Linked DNA regions of Pelodiscus sinensis: region 1 is linked to region 2. Evidence: chromatin contacts called from public Hi-C data. All regions are on one chromosome and are shown on one strand. The core of a region is the stretch at or near the end of the contact, and the rest is flanking DNA. Distances in the headings are between cores, read along the strand shown. Region 1 holds the start of TBC1D7 (TBC1 domain family member 7). Region 2 holds the start of LOC102462332 (transmembrane protein 14C-like).

Evidence for each region. A called contact is a pair of places that touch in the nucleus more often than the background predicts.
Region 1: a Hi-C map of an unstated tissue shows a contact between it and region 2, with 5 times the contacts expected there. The contact joins the promoter of TBC1D7 here to the promoter of LOC102462332 in region 2. A contact is called at or near these places in 2 of 5 Hi-C or Micro-C datasets (blood and an unstated tissue).

The regions. Positions count from the first base shown.
Region 1 is chr2:108,778,408-108,784,240 of ASM4963464v1, forward strand. It overlaps TBC1D7 (TBC1 domain family member 7), which reads left to right and starts at 4,335. Exons shown (of 9, transcript XM_075921237.1): 1 at 4,335-4,453. It overlaps LOC142827171 (a long non-coding RNA gene), which reads right to left and starts at 4,232. Exons shown (of 2, transcript XR_012901643.1): 1 at 3,579-4,232; 2 at 2,335-2,619.
Region 2 is chr2:108,586,226-108,592,042 of ASM4963464v1, forward strand. It overlaps LOC102462332 (transmembrane protein 14C-like), which reads left to right and starts at 2,408. Exons shown (of 5, transcript XM_006138755.4): 1 at 2,408-2,587; 2 at 4,102-4,178. The coding sequence starts at 4,103. PAK1IP1 (PAK1 interacting protein 1) reads left to right here. Exons shown (of 10, transcript XM_075921226.1): 10 at 1-187.

The DNA of each region.
Region 1 (5,833 bases), core at 3,085-5,584, 190 kb after region 2:
TGGCAATACTGATATAAAATCCCACCCTGAAGTGCAAGGGCAACCGATTTGTGTAGGGGGGATTGGTAGGCCCACCCAGAGGGCCAGAAAGAGGTACTAGGGGCACACCATCTAGCAATTAACAGTTTGGCAGGGGCACAGGAGGGTGGTGCACTGCCCCAGTTCTACCACGCCTCACTAATGATGAAGTGCAACTTTCGTACTTTTAACTTTTTCCATGGGCCAAGGCCACAAAGCAGAGGCTGTTGCGAAGGTGGCTCCGGGCTCCAAGGCTACGTCTACACTGGCATGATCTTGCGCAAATGCTCTTTAACGCAAGAGTTCTTGCGTTAAAGTAGTTGCGCAAGAGAGCGTCTATATTGGTTGGGACTCATCGTAAGAACGAGAGTGTCTACATTGGTGGGACACTCTTACACAAAAGCAGGAGCCTGGAACCATTTTGGAGAGGGTAAAAGGGCACCAGCCCTTTCCAGGGGTGGGGGCTGGAGCACCTTTGAGGCAGGTGCTTAAAGGGATCTCCCCGGACAGCCGTTTCTCTCCTGCTGTGAACTTTAGGACCGCTTGCAAGGACTGAGAGCCGTAGCAGTTCTAGTTGTGGTTGCCCTCCGCCTTGTTGGACACCACAGCTTGTGCCTTAGTGCCATTTGCTGATTTTTTGACCTCAGCTCTCTTCTTGTGCCATGGAGCCAGGGGTGGCTGTGTGCCCCTGCGCTCTAGAGAACCACCACCCAGCGGTGGGCACCCATCCCCGAGGACAAGAGGGTCGCCATCGCACTCTGGAAGCTGGCCACCCCGGACAGCTACCGATCAGTGTCACACCAGTTCGGGGTGGGCAGATTCACCATCGGTGCCATTGTCATGCAGGTAAGTGCTGAGGGGGGAAAGGGAGGGGAGGAGGGGCAGGAGAGGGTGCTGCACTCCATGACCAGGGGCAGGTAAGACTCCAGGCTGGGGTGATGGGAAATGCCTCGTCACCCAGGGCTTTGGGCCATCCCTCCCTTGCACAGGCCTGCTGGGGGGCGGGTGGCCCATGGGGCAAGGGGGCCCTGGTGTGTGTGTGAGGACAGAGGGCATCACGGGGGGGGGGGACCCCCCAAGGGAGCATGCACTCACCCTGCCTTATGTCAAGCATTCCTGTGTTTTTGTGCACCCTTCTGCAGGTCGTCCGTGCCATCAATGACATCCTGCTCCAGCAAGTCATCCGCCTGCGGGATGTGGAGGCTACAGTGGCCAGCTTTGCTGCCCTGGGGTTCCCCAACTATGGGGGAGCCCTGGATGAAACCCACATCCCTGTCCGTGCCCCAGAGCATCGAGCGGCCCATTTCATAAATTGCAAAGGGTACTTCCCTACAGTGCTCCAGGCCCTCGTGGACCACCGTGGCCGCTTCCTGGACATTTATGCGGGCTGGTCCGGCAGGGCACGACTTCCACATTCTCCTAAACTCTGGCTTGTTTGGCAGGCTAGAGTTGGGTACTTTCTTCCACCAGTGGGATTTACTGTCGGGGACGTGCCCATGCCCACATGTATTGTGGGGGACGCGGCCTACCCCCGCTGCCCTGGTTGATGCGGCCCTACATAGGGCGGACAGACCACGACCGGGCACATTTCAATGACCGCCTCAACCGGGTCCGCATCCAGGTGGAGTGCGCCTTCGGCCGTCTGGAAGCCCGGTTTTGCTGTTCGCTCACCTGTCTGGAGATAGGTGAGCGGAACGTCCCCGAGATAATGGCTGCGTGTTCCATAACATCGTGGAGTGGAAGGGCATGGATGACAGGCGAGGACCAGGCCTTTGAACAGCCCCACACAGCTGCCATCCGCACCATGATGGGGTGCGCATACGGGAGGCCCTGATGGAGATGTTCTCCCAGGCCCCGCAGTAGGGTCGCCTCTGTCTCCCTTGACATCTCCCTCCTGTCCCCAACCCTTCTCTCCTCCCCTCCCTCTACCTCCCAACAAACAAACAATATAGTTTTTTTGGGAAAACGTCTGGAACTTTTTATTTACAATGGGGGAACTGGGAGGGGGAGGAGGCTCTGAACTGTGAGGGTGGGGAGCTATTGCTGGGAGGGGTGGTCCCTGCGACTGCCTCTGCGGGGGTGGACCACTTCGTGTGGTTCAGGCAGCATTGGGGCAGGTAGCATGGGGAGTTGGGCAGGATGGGGTGCATCAGGAGGGGGCATCGTGGGAGCAGGAGGAGCAGCAGGAGGGGGGTCAGCATGGGAGCAGGAGGAGCAACAGGAGGAGGGGGCATCATGGGAGCAGGAGGGGCAACAGGAGGAGGGGGCATCATGGGAGCAGGAGGGGCAACAGGAGGAGGGGCATGGGCATTGGCAGGGGAGGGATAGTGGGTGCATGGGGCAATGCCATGCCATAATGCACAGCATGCCCAATGTGTGCAGTGAGGGTGGCGATGGCATCACCGATGCGCTCGACCTGGGCCTGGAAGTGGCCCCAGGCCTGCTGGCGCCATTCCAGGTCTGCATCCACCTGGCGTGTGATGGCCGCCTCAATCCGTTTGATGGCCTGGAGCTGCCGGAACAGTCGGCTTGGTGCCTGGGTGGTTGGGGGTGCTGCCACTGCCACAGGGCTGGAGGGTCCCCCGCTGTTGCTTGATCCCACTGCAGGGAATAGAGGAAAGGATGGGTCAGTCAAGCACCCCATGCCCTCTGCCCCTGAGCCCAGGTGACACCACAGTACTGTGGCTTGGGCCCACTTATTCCCCGCGTGTTGTATGTTTGCATACAGGACTTCCCCTGGAGTAAGGTGCTCCTCCATGTATTGTAACCAGCGGTCTGTGTGCTGGCCCCTCAGGGGGTGGGTGAGTGTGGGTGGGCGGTGTTAACCTGTGGAACTCCCTGCTGGGGGAGGCTGTAAGGCTTTGGGCTAATCAATGGTGTTTGACAGGGAGCAAGATGAATCTCCACACAGTGCCTGGGAGCATATATGGCCTACGTGGTTGGGGCTCTCAGATCCCCATCATGTGGATGTCTCCTGGATGGAACCAAGGGTGACTGGGGAGTGCACCATCCTTGCAGCAAAACTCAGGTGGCCCTAGGGCTGGCCTGAGCGCTTCCCTCCTTCCCCTCCCACTAGCCCTCACACACGTAGCCTAGGGACATGTGTGGCCGCAGTGGGGCCTTCCCTCATGGGGCCAGCCAAGGCACCGGGAGCAGGCGAGGGGCTCAGTGGGGGCCACGCTCACAGGGCTGTGTCGCTGTGGTTTTCCCAGAAGCAGCTGGCTGGGCCACACAGCCCAGGCATAGAACAGTGTGCTGTTCTGTGTGCTGCACCCTTTGGGAGGTGTGGGCTCTGGCCTGAGCTGCTGGCTGGTTCCAGCCGGCATACACCCTTCCCCCCCTGGTCCAGATGTGTGCGAGCTGCACGGTCCCAGGCATGCCCTGGAACTGCCTGCGGCAGCCACACGCTGCTCAGTCACCAGGCTGCACGTGGTTGCACGTGCTGCATACTGGTATGGTACACAGCGTGCAACTCACGCTGCCTGAGTGACGCGCCTTTCCCCTTCCTCCCAGGTGCCTAGCTCCCCCCTGCCCTTGTGAGTGCAAAGTGCAACACTCACCAGTGGATCCTTCCCTGGCCTCTGCTGACGCACAGGAGACGTCGAGGCTGTCTGAAAGGACCTCTAGGGGGAGGCTCACACTGCTCCCCTGGTCCTCCTCCTGCTCTAACCCACTGGGCAGCTCTTCCTCATCCCCTGCCTCGCTGGGCGCCTGCAGGTGTCCACTGGCACTGACAGTCTCTGGGGTGCTGCCTCTCCCGGGATGTCGTGGAGCCGCTGGTAATGGGGGTTGCTGTCGGCCCCTGGCCCCCGCTGGCCTGGACACAGCCCAGGTGCAGCTCCTTGACCTCAGCCCCGACCTGCTTGAGGGTCCGGGCTGGATGACCCTGGTGGGCGAGCGCCTTGGCCATTTGGCGGAAGATGCCAGCGCTGCAGCCCTGGGACATGGAGGGGCCTCTGCCTCTTCCCATTGGGCCAGGAGGGCCTCAAGCTCCCCCGGGGACCAGGAAGGGGCGCGCCGCTTTGTGCCCCTGCGCGGGGGGGGGGGGGGGGGTGCGGATGACTGATGCCCCCCTGGAGCGGCCACAGGGGCTCGTGTCCTGCAGGGCTCTCGGCTACCCCGCCCCTCGCGCAACGTCGCGCGGCCGCTGCAGCCCCGGCCCGGCCGGGACCAACGCTCGGGGCAGCGACTCCTCCCAGTCCCGCCGGGGGGGGGGGGAGGGGGGGGGCCGTTGGTCGGACTCCCGCTCAGCTGGGGGGGGGGGTCGGATTTCAGCGCGCGCGACTCTGCCCCGCCCTCAGCGCCGCTCCCGAGGCCCGGCCGCCAGCCCCGCCCCCTCCCGCCGGCGCCTGCGCGGTGCGCGGCCCCTCCCCCGTGTGTCCGGGCTCGGCGGGGCCCGCAGCGCGGGCAAGGAGCAGCCAGCGCCCGGCGCAGGGTTTGCATCGGGGCGGGGCTGCGGGGCGGGGGTGGCGCTAGTCCTGGTTCCCAGCCCCCCTCCCCCACCCCCTAGAGACCCCGCCCATCGCCACCCCCAGCTGCGTAGCGCCACCCAGACCCCATGGACCCCTTCCCCTCTTCGGCAGCGCCCCGCTGCCGCCCTATAGCCACCCTCAGCCCCATAGCCCCCTGCCATTGCCCTATAGCCACCCTCAGCCCCATAGCCCCCTGCCATTGCCCTATAGCCACCCTCAGCCCCATAGCCCCCTGCCATTGCCCTATAGCCACCCTCAGCCCCATAGCTCCCTGCCATTGCCCTATAGCCACCCTCAGCCCCATAGCTCCCTGCCATTGCCCTATAGCCACCCTCAGCCCCATAGCCCCCTGCCATTGCCCTATAGCCACCCTCAGCCCCATAGCTCCCTGCCATTGCCCTATAGCCACCCTCAGCCCCATAGCCCCCTGCTATTGCCCTATAGCCACCCTCAGCCCCTATAGCACCCTGCTATTGCCCTATAGCCACCCCTCAGCCCCATAGCCCCCTACCATTGCCCTATAGCCACCCTCAGCCCCTATAGCACCCTGCTATTGCCCTATAGCCACTCTCAGCCTCTATAACCACCCTCAGCCCCATAGCACCCTGCCATTGCCCTATAGCCACCCTCAGCCCCATAGCACCCTGCTATTGCCCTATAGCCACCCTCAGCCCCATAGCACCCTGCTATTGCCTTATAGCCACCCTCAGCCCCATAGCACCCTGCCATTGCCCTATAGCCACCCTCAGCCCCATAGCACCCTGCCATTGCCCTATAGCCACCCTCAGCCCCATAGCCTCCTGCCATTGCCCTATAGCCACCCCATAGCACCCTGCCATTGCCCTATAGCCACCCTCAGCCCCATAGCACCCTGCTATTGCCTTATAGCCACCCTCAGCCCCATAGCACCCTGCCATTGCCCTATAGCCACCCTCAGCCCCATAGCACCCTGCCATTGCCCTATAGCCACCCTCAGCCCCATAGCCTCCTGCCATTGCCCTATAGCCACCCCATAGCACCCTGCCATTGCCCTATAGCCACCCTCAGCCCCATAGCACCCTGCTATTGCCTTAAAGCCACCCTCAGCCCCATAGCACCCTGCCATTGGCCTATAGCCACCCTCAGCCCCATAGCCTCCTGCCATTGCCCTATAGCCACCCCATAGCACCCTGCCATTGCCCTATAGCCACCCTCAGCCCCATAGCACCCTGCTATTGCCTTATCGCCACCCTCAGCCCCATAGCACCCTGCCATTGCCCTATAGCCACCCCTCAGCCCCTATAGCACCCTGCCATTGCCCTATAGCCACCCTGAGCCCCATAGCACCCTGCTATTGCCTTATA
Region 2 (5,817 bases), core at 1,158-3,657:
TGTTACTTTTGTTACAGTCGTGAATGTGTGTGAGGAGGGCCAAAGGGATCTTCTATAACTTGCCTTTCAGCCAGTTGCTAGACAGAAGAAACATACTGGGGAAAATACCGATAAATAACATTTGCAATGTGTACATATTATACTTGGATAAGGACTGAGGTGTAATAGAATAATACTGTTTACTAGATATGAGCCCAATAATCAAGTTATTGACTGGATCTGAATTTATTAAGAATTTGTGGGAGAGGTTTGGATCTGGGGTTTCTGCTTAGGTTTATCTCTAGTTTTTACCTCTCAATTGTAGAGGAGTATATAAGCTACTCCTCGGAGAATTATGTGCTACTCTGCATGCACATAATTAATATGCCATGCATATTTTAAACTTTTTGTGCAGAAAAAAAGCCGCTGGAATGTTGGCTCTGCCTTTTTCCCACTAGAGGGCACTGTGGCATTAGAAACAGCAGCTTTCCACTGAAAAAAAACTTTACAGTTCCACCTTTTGCCCACCAGAGGGTGCTGTGGTGAAAACACAGCAACTGCTCCTAGCCAGATAGGAAAAGGTCTGCCTTACAGCGCCTCTGGGGCCTGATTTGGGGGGGGGGGGGGGGAGGGAGTGGCTATGGGAAAATAGACAGTGTGGAGTGTTTGGGGGGGGGGAGGGATCAGGCAGGATCTCCTAAGCAGTGGTGGGTTCAGAGTTAGTGGAGCCCTGTGTTCAGCTTTTTTTTTGGGCACCCAGACAAGAAAGCATTCAGTCTTCCTGTCCCTCACCCACAGGCAACAACCAACACTGTACACTACAGCACAGGGCACGTGCTTGACTCAATAGGAGAGGCTAGGGGGTCAGACAGGATCTGCATGGGGGAAGTTCCCTCACCATCTCCCAGAAGAAAATTCTCAATACTCATACACAACAACCCTGAAAGTTCACACCAAGGCTCCTTCCCAGCAAGCCCCTCTCCCAAACCTTAGCAGGGCTTCTGTGTCTCGCAGGAGATATGGTTATGTATTGTAGTTTAAATAAATTATTACTCAAGAGTTTTGTATTAATGTGCCTAGAAAAAACACTTTCTGAATTTTCTGTTTGTATTACTACAGACATATTTGCTAACAGGTGTCTTGAAATAAGTGAACAAAAATAATGGAAAGTGGTGTGATTATATTGTGTTATTTTGACAAAATACAGAATTTTGCATAAATTAAACAAAAAAATTAAAATTTGTTACAGAATTTTTTGTAAGAATTTCCCTAGGAATAATAAACTATGTCATGATGTGTTGATTATAGGCCCAAAGTTGGACATTAGACAAAAATGTTATGTTAGGAGCCAGACAGTACAGAAGCAATTGTCCTAGTTAAGACTGAAATGTATCTCCTATGGCAAACTGTAGTCTCTAAAGTTACTGATAACATTCTTGAAGTGACATTTAAAAACAGAAACCCTTCACTAAAATCTCTCAGGTTTTTTTTTCCCCTTATTTTTGAGGGGTATGCAGTGACAGGCCAACCGTTTTTTCCCCACGGGCTCACATATTTTAGCAAGTGTAAATAACCATGGTGGAGGCTGAAGATATATGTTAAAAAAGTGGAGTCTTCAAGCTAAAGGCTTAACTGAAACATGTCCAGTGCTGTACGCTGATAGCACGTTCTTATCGCAGTAAGACCAGTCTATATGAAAGCCCCCGTTTTATCTTACGGAGCACATCCAGGAGATTTGCTTCCGAGGAACAGACATGCTGAGAAGCGATCAGATGCCCCAGACACCCTGGCCCACGAGCTGTTGATCACGGTTGCACCCATTGTGGTGGGTTGCTTGTGAGCAAGGTAAGAGGCGGAAAAGTGACCCACCCCAAAGTGCTCCGTCTCTTCCCCGTCGTGGGGTGAGGGGGGGGAGCATTCAGGAGGTTCCCCTTGAACCATTTCTCTCACAAAGTCTTCCCCTAATAAGCCATCTTGTTAGTCTTTAGAGGGCTGCACAGTCCTGGCTTCTGTTCCTTGCACCTCTAGCCCCGCTCGCAGCGGGACCCGCAGGGGTGTGCGCCGCTCCCAAGGGTCACAGGACGAGCCTGCCCCTTCCCTCCCCGCGGGCTCAGGGGGATCCTGGACGGGGACCGCGGGCGGGGCAGGGAAACGCGCTGTCACCGGGCGCCACTTCCCTTCCCTCTGGTCTCTCCCTGCGGCGCCTGCAGAGGGAGGCTCCTGCTAAGGAAACACGAGCCCGAACTCAAGTGTTCCTCCCCCTCCCCCCAAGTCTCGCGCACCCCGCCCGGCTGCCAGCCTGATGCACGCGGGGAAGAGGGGGAGGAGCCTGTGGCCTGCCCGCCCCACGCGGGGAGGAGACTTGCTGGGAGAGGCGCGCGGCTGCTGGGGGCGGGGGTAGTGACCAGAGCGCCCCTGGGCAGAAAGGGAGGGAAACCCCGGGCTGTGCGGGGCCCGGCCACACTTTCCCCAGCCGGCTACTCCGGGCGCGGCTCTGATTGGCTGGCTCGTCCCTCCTCCCCCCCCCGCAAGGTTCGGGGGTGGAAGGTCGGGACGCCCCGCCCCCTGGTGCTGCGGCTCCGCGGTGGCTCTTTGGGCGCCTGGGCAGGTCAGTGCGCGGGGCGCCCGGTTTGTTCTGCGGGGCGGGCGAAGGTGCCAGTGCGCAGGGCGAGGAGTGTGCGCTGGGTTGCAGTTGGGGACCCCGGGCTCGAGGTGGTGGGGGGGGTTCCCCTCTGGCCAGAGCGGGGCTGTTCCCTACTTGCAAGCGTCGGGCTGGCAAACTGCTTCTCCTTTTTTTTTTCTCCTCCCCTCCCCCCCCTTATTTATTCTTGGATCTGGACTTTTAATACTCTGGTCATCTGAAGAAGTGGGTTTTGCCCACTAACGCTCGTGATACCATCTACACGTTTTGTTATTCTCCGAGGTGCTACTAGACTATTTGTTGCTTTTTAAGTTTTTCCTGTTACAGACTCGTTTGGCTACCCCTCTGATGCTTTCCTGTAGTCACTGCACCCCGCTTAGGTGATCGCAGCAAGGGGTCTTCTTACAGAAACAAGCCCGAATCAGCCCCCCCAATCTCTGAGTTTTCCCACACTATGGGGAAGCTTGGCTCCAGAATAGGGGCTGGCCCCCTCTGTGCATACTGGGCTGAATCCAAACCTAGATCTGGATGCCCCTGAAGGTGCAGAAAGTCCAGATACGCATCTGATCTGGCATCATGGCCCAGCTCTGCTGTTTCAGGGATGTTCTGGGCTAGAGCTGGACAATGAGTTTTGTTACCTCTTACATTTTTATTATAGACTTACTTAGGATGCTTGACATGGAAACATTACCAATGGCTTCTATTGAGGAGCAACTTCAGTGCTGCTGTCTGAAACCATTAGAAATACACACTGCACTGAACCAACTTCCTAACACATTGGAGCGATCTAATCCTTCTCTTTGGGCTTTAATTCAATTTAGTTCAATTTTCATCAAACTCATTTAAAATCTACTTCAATATTCTGTACTTAATGTGTTTGATAGTCTGTCAGTCAGTCCAGAACAGTTCACCCATTCCTATGGGTTGCCTTTACCTTTGCATCCAGATACACTGATATAAGGGTGCTTTCATGTTCTTAGGGTTTTAAGTTGTGGTGTATGTATGTTCTTTTTTTCAATTATCAGAGGGGTAGCTGTGTTAGTCTGAATCTGCAAAAGCGGCAAGGAGTACTGTGGCACCTTATAGACTAACCAAAGTGTTGGAGCATAAGCTTCCACGGGCAAAGACCCACTTCGTCAGATGCATGTCTTTGCCCACGAAAACTTATGCTCCAACACTTCGGTTAGTCTATAAGGTGTCACAGGACTCCTTACCGCTTTTGTTTTTCAATGAATGCCAATAACTTGCCTAAAAACAGAGCAGTATAGGAAGTTTGTTTTGCTGTTGCCCAACCTTTAATCATTATACATAAATTGTACATTATAAATAAGAACATCTGTTTCAAGTGTTATCAAGTTAATATCTGTGTGAACATTAAAGTAAGTTAAAATGAATCTTAAATTGTAGAAAGTTGATGTATAAACTGGAAGGAAGGAATGAAAAGAACTAATATAATTCTGATTTCCTTGTTATGTTCCCAGAATGGGTTTGGACTGGATAGGCTTTGGCTATGCAGCATTGGTTGCATCAGGTGGAATAATTGGCTACGTAAAAGCAGGTATAGTATTGATAAATCCTCAAATTCTCTGGTGCATAATTGAATCAGATGTTCGGGAGTGGAAACACCCATCCATCTACTGATGGCCTTCATGAATTGTTGTAAGCTTGCTTCACAAAGGCTTTATTGCTGATGTCTTGAATATCCGTGACCTACTTTATATTTTTAGATAATATATAAAAAGGTTAACTGTTAGTGGCTTTTAATTTTGTTTTTTTATCATTTAGCATCATTTTGTACATTGCAAAATGTCCCCTTATGACTTCTAAAAATGATACATGTAGAAGTTTACATTTAAACTGTAAATATTTAGAGAGCTCAGCTTTCCATTGTAACCTTTCTGTAAATACTGTGACATAGCACAAACAAGTCAGAATTCTTTAGCAATATTTTGTGGCAGAGCTGCACTGAACATGGTTGCACTTGGAACGTTATTCCTTGATCTGCTGCTTCCAGTTCTGCTTTTCTGCATTTGCACTCCTTCCCACAGAACTGTGGCTCATCAGTTGTAAAATTCTTGCCATGGGAGGCCTCAGTTCATGTGGGAAGGGAACCCTAGAACTTGCTTTTATTAGGGATGTAAACAGTTGATTAAAAAGGTAACTATGTAACAGCTGAAAACCCTAGCAGTTACACATGCTGTGGGCTCTGCCATCTAAAACTTAAATAAGCTTTATACTGCAGAGTCCTAAGTGAAGCTTCCCTGGGAACAGGGCCACCAGACCCTGCTGGCTCAGCTTCCTGGGAATGGAGCTGTTAGCCTGGTCACAGAGAAGCTGCTTTCTTGGGAGCCAAGTTCTTGCCAGCATGTAACCTGAAGGGGGGGGGGGGCACCAGCTGGAGCAGTCCTTGCATGCATTGGGCCCCATGGGGCTAGAGCAGCCCCCTGCACGGGGGTGGGTGGGGGGGAAGAACAGTTGCTCTAGTCTCTGTGGTTAACCAGAGCCAGTAAGCATTACCCATTTAAGGTGATGTTACCGGTTAGCTGGTTAACCTTTCACACCCCTAGTTCATATGTCATTGAATTCAGTAAGAGTTTTGTGCACAAATGTGAATAAAGGGGCGCTTCAGAGAACTTAATGTGCTTTCCACTAGCTTGCTTCATCCTGTAGATGACCAGTGGCGGGAATGAACAACACTTGGAACTGACACTGACTTTTTGCTCAGTAATTCTCAGAGCAGTGTACAAAATAGTAAGCATTCTTATCCTCTGTTTCCAGATGTGGAAACTGAAGCCCAGAATTTAAGTGACTTGTATGTGTTCAGGTTGTAATTCAGTGGCATAGTCAAGTCTTTTGACTTCCAGTCTGAGAGGAAAGAGGATTTTTTTGAGGGGAGGAGTAAAAACAAGTGAGGTGACTTAACAGGGGAATGAGAGACTGCTAATAACTGAGACCTGTCTGTAACAGTAAAAGTATGGGAGAACCATATTAAAAATAAAGAAAAAGTAACAGAGTAAATGGCTGTGTACATAGTTATGTTCCCTTTATTCTTTAGCCATCTACTTTTAACTTAAACCTGAAAATGGTCAACTGACCATCTGATATCCACACAAAAAAGAGCTGACTTACCTAATGATGTCACTATTTGTAGGCTGAGTGCCTGTCTGAGCATATATTCAAATGTCCAAGTGTGTATA